Regions from separate parts of the Mus musculus genome. Here all the other regions are linked to region 3. The links are chromatin contacts, called in public HiChIP or PLAC-seq maps. All regions are on one chromosome and are shown on one strand. The core of a region is the stretch at or near the end of the contact, and the rest is flanking DNA. Distances in the headings are between cores, read along the strand shown.

The links. HiChIP or PLAC-seq counts read pairs in DNA pulled down with a chosen protein or histone mark.
Region 1: a contact with region 3 is called in a CTCF HiChIP or PLAC-seq map of the NIH/3T3 cell line, with 7 read pairs. The contact joins two enhancer-like sites. A contact is called at or near these places in 1 of 15 datasets of contacts at CTCF or cohesin (the NIH/3T3 cell line) and 4 of 115 datasets of contacts at active chromatin or transcription factors (the NIH/3T3 cell line, embryonic fibroblasts, fibro-adipogenic progenitors and 1 more).
Region 2: a contact with region 3 is called in an H3K27ac HiChIP or PLAC-seq map of heart atrium, with 6 read pairs. The contact joins two enhancer-like sites. A contact is called at or near these places in 3 of 115 datasets of contacts at active chromatin or transcription factors (embryonic stem cells, heart atrium and stem cell-derived neural progenitor cells) and 1 of 9 other capture datasets (embryonic stem cells).

What each region holds. Positions count from the first base shown.
Region 1 is chr11:68,312,589-68,315,288 of GRCm38.p6, forward strand. All of the region lies in intron 2 of Ntn1 (netrin 1), which reads right to left. Among named protein-coding and RNA genes, the nearest start is that of Ntn1, 73 kb to the right of the region's middle. Within about 2 kb of position 1,448, at least 96 of the 459 cell types and tissues checked have an H3K27ac peak or open chromatin away from gene starts, as enhancers often do. A contact at or near this core is called in the NIH/3T3 cell line and embryonic fibroblasts, where this site is marked.
Region 2 is chr11:68,340,019-68,342,718 of GRCm38.p6, forward strand. The region is part of intron 2 of Ntn1 (netrin 1); the gene reads right to left. Among named protein-coding and RNA genes, the nearest start is that of Ntn1, 45 kb to the right of the region's middle. Within about 2 kb of position 1,278, at least 45 of the 459 cell types and tissues checked have an H3K27ac peak or open chromatin away from gene starts, as enhancers often do. A contact at or near this core is called in heart atrium, where this site is marked.
Region 3 is chr11:68,029,544-68,032,243 of GRCm38.p6, forward strand. All of the region lies in intron 6 of Stx8 (syntaxin 8), which reads left to right. Among named protein-coding and RNA genes, the nearest start is that of Stx8, 64 kb to the left of the region's middle. Within about 2 kb of position 1,383, at least 106 of the 459 cell types and tissues checked have an H3K27ac peak or open chromatin away from gene starts, as enhancers often do. A contact at or near this core is called in the NIH/3T3 cell line, embryonic fibroblasts and heart atrium, where this site is marked.

The DNA of each region.
Region 1 (2,700 bases), core at 198-2,697, 280 kb after region 3:
ATGATGGCCTTTGTGCTTTTGAGGCTCACAGTATCCTTAGCCACCCCACCACCAACACCCCAATGCTCCATCACTTGGCCATCCTCTTGGATACAGACCATCCTCCATCATCTTCCCTGGACCCCCCCCGCCAGCATCTTAGCTCATCCCCTGATGACAATCTGCTTTATGTCCTCAGCCTCCTGCTCTGTCCCCTCGGCTTTCTCTCTATTTCCTCAGCCAAAGCATATTTTCCTATAACATCATGTCTGATCCGGGAGGTCCTAAAAGCACTCCTTCACTCTGCAGGGCTTCTTCCACCCAGCCCCCCAGCCACAGAGGGTCACAGTGCACACTTTCATAGCAATGTCCCCACAGACCCTCCCTGACAGCAGACAAGACATCCATATCAGAGAAATAGGATGTACTATTCCTTAAAATATTTAACTCTGATCCATGTACCTGAATAGCAAGATCTACTTCTACTGCCTTCTACTTCTTGGCTGCCTTTAGAATACCTTTCCCAGCATATTTTCTGAAGAGGAGCTACAGTCATCTCTGGGAAAGGGCAGTCAGGCCCCCAACAGCACAATGCAGACAGCGCTGAGAGGCCAGTGGAAGCTGACCTCCTGAGGCCTTCCAGAGTGGTAATGAGCACGTGATGGATGAGAGCCTTCGCTGGTTTCCTAGCTGAGGCATGCACTGGCAGCCCAGTGCTCTCCAGCAAGCTTGGAAAAGCTTTGTAAACGAGACAGGGGGCAATCACCAAGATGAGAAAAGACTGGGACGGGAGGGGGTGGGCGCTAGGGAGGAGTCCCTCACCATCACAGCTATCTCAACAGTTTATCAACAGCTAGGAAAGGCCCCAGAAGCCTGGCTGGCAGGGTGAGGGCCACGACTCCACTCCTCATGGTAGTAAGGGCTCTGTTCCTTCTACCCCACCTGCCTACCGAGGAGGAGTGCCTGCCCCCTTGGGTGTTCTGCAGAGGCACCTGCCTCCTGGATATGGGTTTAAACAACTTGCTGTCTCATCCACGGTAACAGAGCCCTGGCCAACAACAAGAGGTGATATGCTCAGTTAACCAAATGCAATGACGACTAAGAAGGCTCTCGGGAGGCTTTCCAACCTCTCAGAGGCTTCCACAATCTGCCCCATGGAGAAACAAATGCAGAGGTTGAAGGAAAGGGCCACCCAGCCTGCCCCTGGGGCCACCACCCCTCCGGCTCATGTTTGTTTTGTTTATGAGAGGAAAAATCTCCCACTGTTCGCCAAGAAAGGGTCCCACGCAGTCCTCCCCCCACCCCACCCCACTCCCACCCCCAAGCTTGGAAGATGTATGTACTGGGCTCTGATAACCTTGCAGGCTCCCAGAGTACACTGAGGCAGGACAAGAGCAGTAAGCTCCCTGCAGGGCAGACAGACCTCAGCCAGGGCCTGCTAGTTGTTTCTGGGGGCTGTGGCCACAGGAAATGTCAGAGCTTTGTGTCACCAGCCCCACGTGGAAGAATGAGTCAGGGCACTGAGCTCAGCTCCTGCCTGTTTGCTGTTTTCCTCCTTAGGCCACAGAAGCACATCTGAAGCTGGCTTTCGAATTAGCACCAGCAAGGCACATGAGGGTGCCAGCATCCACACACCGATCCTATACTTCTCCTTTGCTGGGATCTGTCCGGCTCCTGGGACTGGACATGTGGACAGGGCAGCAGACTCTCCAGACAAGCTCTGAGACAGAAAACAGTTGGGTCACTGTGATGCCTGCCTACCCTGAGAGCCCTAGGGGCGTGCTCCATGCATTAGGAGGCTTAGAGAACACATCTAGATGAGCTCCGTTTCCAATCAGCCCACCTCAGACTCACAGGACTTTGTGAATAGCCTTCAAGCTGCTTTTTGAATGGCGTTATGAATGGGTAGTGGCTCTTTCCTCTACCTTCGGGTACCTCAAGCTTGGCAGCTGGATGTTAAGTTGGGGCCCAACTGTAGAGCATATAGGGCTCTTATAGGGTTCCACACTCACAGTTCATCTACCCAAGAAAAATACAGGGAGCATTTCCCACACACTTCTTAAGGTGACAAGTTCTAGAAAATGCAAAGTCTGCCTTCAGATGTCCTTTAGGTAGGCACCATGATTTAATTTCTAAAACTACAAGACAGATGAGGCCAGTAATTATGAGAGAACTGGGAGGAGGAAGGGCCCCAGGGAATCATCATTTGTCTCTTATTTATTTATTTATTTATTTATTTATTTTTACTTAAAACACCAGGTACTATACAAAATATGTGTCTGTGTTTTTAAAATTGTGTTTATCTGGTGTGTATCACTGTGCACATGCCATAATGCACAGGTTAGAGAACAATTTGTGGGAGTCAGTTCTCTACTTCCATCATGTGGATGGTGGGGATCAAGCGCAGGTTGTCAGGCTTAGTGGTAAGGCTTTCTTTACCTCCTGAGCCACCGTAGAGAGCCCACTGTATATACTCATGTTATGGTTTGAACCCAGGGCCTCAGACATGCTAAGCAAGCACTCCCTCAGTGAGCCACACCCCTGGCCCTTAAAGTGACTTTCACTCCATCTGTAAATGCCTTAGTAGAGTCACACAGATCTCTTCTAAATAAATACACATGCATCTTTATAAGAAATAAAAAAACACTATTTTAAATCCCGCCTTTCCTGTCTTACTCCTTTTAAGTCAAGAAATAATTCACAACATCTGAATAGCTGAAT
Region 2 (2,700 bases), core at 28-2,527, 310 kb after region 3:
GCCAAGCGCAGAAAGATGCTCGGTGACCCTTGGTGAGAATGAGTCACGGCGCTGAGCTCCAACCGGAGCTGGCCACATCCCATCCCTAAACCCTCAGAAATATGCACTCGCTGAACTTTTCATAGCAAGCCACCCCGCCGATGTCAAGTCTCCTTGCAGTGACCACTAGCTTTCTAACTCAAGTGACCAACCCCACAGCTTTCTCGGGTGGACCTTCACCCCACTGCCTGTGTCGGGAGCACTGGCTTGTGCTAGTGGGAGCACTGGCTTGTGCTAGCAGCAATTTTTACTTGCTACTTCATCTTGACTCACAGATCCATCCAGTCCGAGCCTCCTGAGATGCGCACTAGCCCCACAAGAGCTCAGGGTGCTGCGGGTCAACAGTAATAGAATAAAATATCTTTTTGGTCTTGTCTTGAAATCACTCTTTATGTTCCCTTTGAAATACTAGCCCAGAAAGGGGGCGGGAAAGACTCAAAGAGATGTCAGACCCAGTGTACTCATTGTGAGAACCTCCACAGGATGCCCACATGTCAAAGACAAAGCCACACCCACAGCCAGCGCTTTCCAAACCAGTCATTGCCCAAGCCAGGCCACTGTTTCCTGTCTCCAAGAGGTAAAACCTGGATTAATGGGTATAAGTCCCAGAGTCTCTCCAAGAAGGACAGTCAGAAGGACTTTGAGAGAACTCATACCCAGAAGGCATGGAATGGAAGCTGGGTATTCTTTGAGGGGCTAAGTACACAGGAGACTAATATACTTTGTGAGACATCTGATGTTGGATGACCTACAGGGTTCTCTTAACCTGTAACATATCATAAATCCAGGACATCTGATGATAAAGGGAACATGCCTGCCCCAGCCTACCTCTGCAAGCAGTGCTTTGCCTATAAGGGCTAAGGTTCAATCGCAGGCTTTTCTGGTAGGAGAGCTGTCCTTAGATACATTCTGTGGCCCTATGAATTCCCAGGGCAGCTGCTGATAAAGAACTCTCTAGGGTATTTATTTAGAGTTGCTTTCCTTCCCCCCCCCCCCACTCCCCTCCACACACACCCCCGTGACTCATCCTTCAGGTTCATCTCCCTGAGTCTTTTCCTTCCCGCTGTCACTTCCAACTCTGCTTCTCACCTCCCACCCCCCAAGACCCTGCACTCAGGAGACAGGTGCCTAGGGCACAGGTGGGCAACCCAAGGCCTCAGAGCCACTGCTGGCAAACACGGCCCCCATGTGTGGCTGCCCTGGTTCTGTTGGCCTCCGCTAAGCAGAGCTCCAGGCAGCTGCCAGCCTGCTTTCAATATCCGCTCGCCCCTCACTGGCCTACCAGCCAGCCAGTCCCCTCCCCAAGCCCTTTCTCTTTGAAGAAAAGTGATTTAATTTCATGAGACTTTAGGGTAATCATGTTATGATCTTCAACATTAACCAGAACCAACTCCCTGCTACAGGAGGGTGGGGAAGGAAAAGGGAAGGAAAAAAGTAAGCATTTGGGGTTGCCAGAAAAGACAGGCGAAAGAAACTCACAGCAGCTGCCTTGCTGGTTCCTCTGATGAGGATGGGCCTCTGCCAGAGAGGGGGGCCCCTGTGCCAAGGTTTCTGGGAACAAGGAAGTTGGGTTTGGCAAGACTTCTATTCTACAGGTTAATCTGCTCTGTTCTGAGGGAAATACTGGTTTTCATTCTTCAGCCTACGTTCTATGCCCTCTTCCACACCATTGCGCCCCCCAGTCACCTCCCATCAGCTGCGCATATATACACACAGCCACCAGGGGACCTGCCCATACTCCTTCCTCATAGCTCAGGGGTCTCCGTGCCTCCTCTCCAGGGCCAGGAGTAAGAGTGGCTGTGCAGACCAGGTCAAGGGGCCTCTTTGATTATAGCTCAGTTCCTGCAGCCCCGCCCATCTCTCCAAGCTTTTTAGACAATAAGATGAAACTTGGTAAGAAGACTAGGTTAGGCGAAGGCAAGAATACGGGAGGGGGGTGTTTGGGAAGACTTTAAAAGGAAGAAAGGAAAAGGGGAAAGAAAGAAAGACAAGTAATTCAGGACCCTAAGCCCAGAATAGTGCATCTAAGGGTTAGCTGGAGCCTGGGAGGAATTCTCACGAACAATGCGCCTCCTTGGCAGACAGTTCAAGGGTGTGGTGTACACTTGAAAAAACAGCAAATAACCCAGGCCCCACGGCCACCAGGGCGGGTGCTGGCATGAAGCTAGAAAGCTGGGGTGAGGGACCATGTGGGGACCCCAAGAAAATGATGGCTTCCAGGGGAAAGTGCTCCCCATGAAGTCCTGGCCTCAGATGCATCTTGTCAGCCCTGGGCTACAAGAAGGTCAAAGCCCTTTGCTAGCCCAGACTCCTCCCCACGCTCTCAGGCCTGCCTGTTTCCTTAGACTTCCTCAAGTCTTGCAGCTTCTCCTGCCCCTGCAGGGATCTAGAACATGTGGGTACTGTGGTGCTACAGAAGGCCACTTCTCGTGCCCTCTTCCTTTGGTCAAACCCCAGTGCCCACTCAGCATCCACTTCACGTGGGACTTAGAGGAGTGTCTCAGGCATCCCGGAGAGATTGGGCCCTGAACGTGACTTCAATCCATTTCTAAAGCGCAGGGAAACACCACGTGGCATTGGCAAGTGTGTGGTATTATTTCCCTCTTACTCCCAGGCTCCATTCAAGGCTTCAGCAGAAAAGCTTATGGGTAGTTTCTGCAC
Region 3 (2,700 bases), core at 133-2,632:
TCAGCTTCACTTCAGAGTCCTCATTTTTCATACTGTTTTCAACAGAAGCCCCACTTTATCTGGGCCAGCATTTTATGTGGATTTATCGTCATCCATGCCTCTTCTAATTGGTGTGTGTGTGTGTGTGTCTGTCTGTCTGTCTGTCTGTCTGTCTGTGTCTACCATCACTGTGTTGGGGGGGTGCTATGATTTTCACCATTAAAAAGCTTTAATGTTTATGGTTGCTTTTTTTCCACGGAAGTGTGGTTTTTTTTTTTTTGCTTGTGAGATCTTTTGAAAACCTTTGAATGGTACTAACTTATTTTTCTTCTCTTCCTTGTATCCTTCCTGCTTTTTCTTGGCAAGTTTTGGGTTGTTCATCTCAGAGTTTTTCTTTCATGCTGTTGTGGGCTGAATTATGCCTTGCCCCATTCACATGTCGGTGTTCTGACAGCCTACCCCTAAGAATGTAACTGTATTTGGAAAGAGCTTTTTAAAGGGGTAATTAAGTTAGAATGAGGTCAGTCGGCTGGGCCCTAATCCAGTGTGACTAGTGTCCTTTGTAAGGTGAAGAAACTGGAACAAGACACATATGGAGGGGGACCCTGGGAAGACACGAGGGAGACACACCATAGAGGGCCTTAGAAGCCAGTCTTGTGATGACAACTTGATCTCTGGCTGCAGTCTCTGGTCTCCTGAGAAAGGAAGGTTGTTTTAGGCATGCAGTTTGTAATGAGCTCAATCTCTGCTGCTATGATTTTCCTTACATCTCTACTAATGTTTTTTTAAAATATTTGTTTGTTTATTTATTTATTATATGTAAGTACACTGTAGCTGTCCTCAGACACTCCAGAAGAGAGAGTCAGATCTCGTTATGGATGGTTGTGAGCCACCATGTGGTTGCTGGGATTTGAACTCCTGACCTTCGGAAGAACAGTCGGGTGCTCTTACCTGCTGAGCCATCTCACCAGCCCTCTGCTAATGTTTTATCAGCACTTTAGGTTTATGAATGGAGGACCATGTTGACACATATAGCCAGCTTTTTAAATGGTGGCAGATCGGGTTACCCAGAGGGCTTCTTTCTTGCCTGGGACAATGTGCCATGAATCTACAAGTACTTAGGTTCTACCCGGGCATGCTTCTCATGGGCTAAGTAAGAAGAACACGCAAGCAGAGTCAGGGCCCTAGAAGTGATGGCATTAGAACGTTAACCTAGGGGGAAAATGCTGGGAACTTTCACCTAGGGTGACATGGCTTCTTCATTGACCTCTTATTACCCTGTAGCTAGCTCAGAGCCTCTGACTCATTTCCTTGCCTGAACACCAGCTCCCAAGGGCCTTCCATTCACAGCAGTCCTTCCTCTCCAGAGAGAGCTGGCCAAGGGTTGCAGCTGGGGGTAAACCCTGGAGGCTGCAGCCCACACAGGGCAGGGCTCAGGGTAGTTGGGCCCAGCTGCTCCATAGAGAACTCTGCACACAGGCCTGATTCCTGCCTCACAGTCACTCTCTGTGTAGAACATTCTGTGGCTGCCAGTAGCCATTGACTCCAAGCCTGGCGGGTCTCCAGTGCTCTCTAGTTGGGAAGAAAGAGCTTCTCTCTATAGCTATGTGTGTGTGTGTGTGTGTGTGTGTGTGTGTGTATGTGTGTGTGTGTGTGTGTGTGTGTGTGCGCGCGCACGCGTGCATGTTTGTTTCAAGTTGGAGTTTCCCTCCGTTGTGGTTTGTCCATACAGCCCAGGTCTCGTCTTTGAACAAGTGAGTCTTCTGAAGGACTTGTTCATTGATAGCTCTCCTCTGTGTCTCTGTGTCTGCCATTCTTAGAGAAAAAGGATCATCTCTGCAGCGTGGTTGTGCTCTCTGGAAGGAAGGAGGCAACACGCTGAACTCTACTGTCTACAACTCAAAGGCATGTTTTTATGAATTAACAGGAGCTATATAAAGTATTTTACCAAAGTGGCTGGGTCTCTGGAAGCTTTGCTAGAACAGATGTTTCATTTGGAGTCCGTGGAAGTTGTTTGCTTGGCTTCCTATGAGTGGCACCCCACCTTATCACCTGCTACCTTCATGGCTGAATTTCCCTAAAGTAATACAATTAGGGAGATGAGGAAAGGTAATCCTGTTCCTTGTATTCGTAGTTTTAGGTACTTGAGGGTGGACAGTCTTTGTCTATAGACAGAGGCTTGTTAACAGAGTAGGAACGAATGGGGGAACAGGAAAGACAGTCTGTCATTCTAACTACTGTCTGACTCTCCCTGGGCATCCAGCAGTTCCTGATGCTCCACAGGTCTATAGACTCAGTGTCCCCAGACCATCCCAGTGTAGATACAGCTATTAAGTCCTAGATGTCCCTAGGCACTTCTATCTGCTTGGCTACAAATTCCCGTGACTCTTCTTCTGAATTGGGTACTTTATGAGAACATTCACAGAGCTCAGGAAGGTGCCGTGCTTATAGGGTTTTATTGTAGTAGTTGCCACTCTGGAAGAGCCAAGTAGTGTAGTGAATGTGGCAAGGTGTCGGGGAGGAGGTGCAGAGTCTCCATGCCCTTTCCACGTGTGCCGTGCTCAGAGCACATCCATGTGTTCCCTGCCCTCAAAGCTGTCAGGACCTTGCTGGTGGGTTTTCGTGGAGGCTTCAGTACTTGATTGATCATTGGCCATGGTACAACCAGCCTCCTTCGCCACCACTGAAGGTGAGCTTGGGCCTGAAACTTTCAGTGCTCTA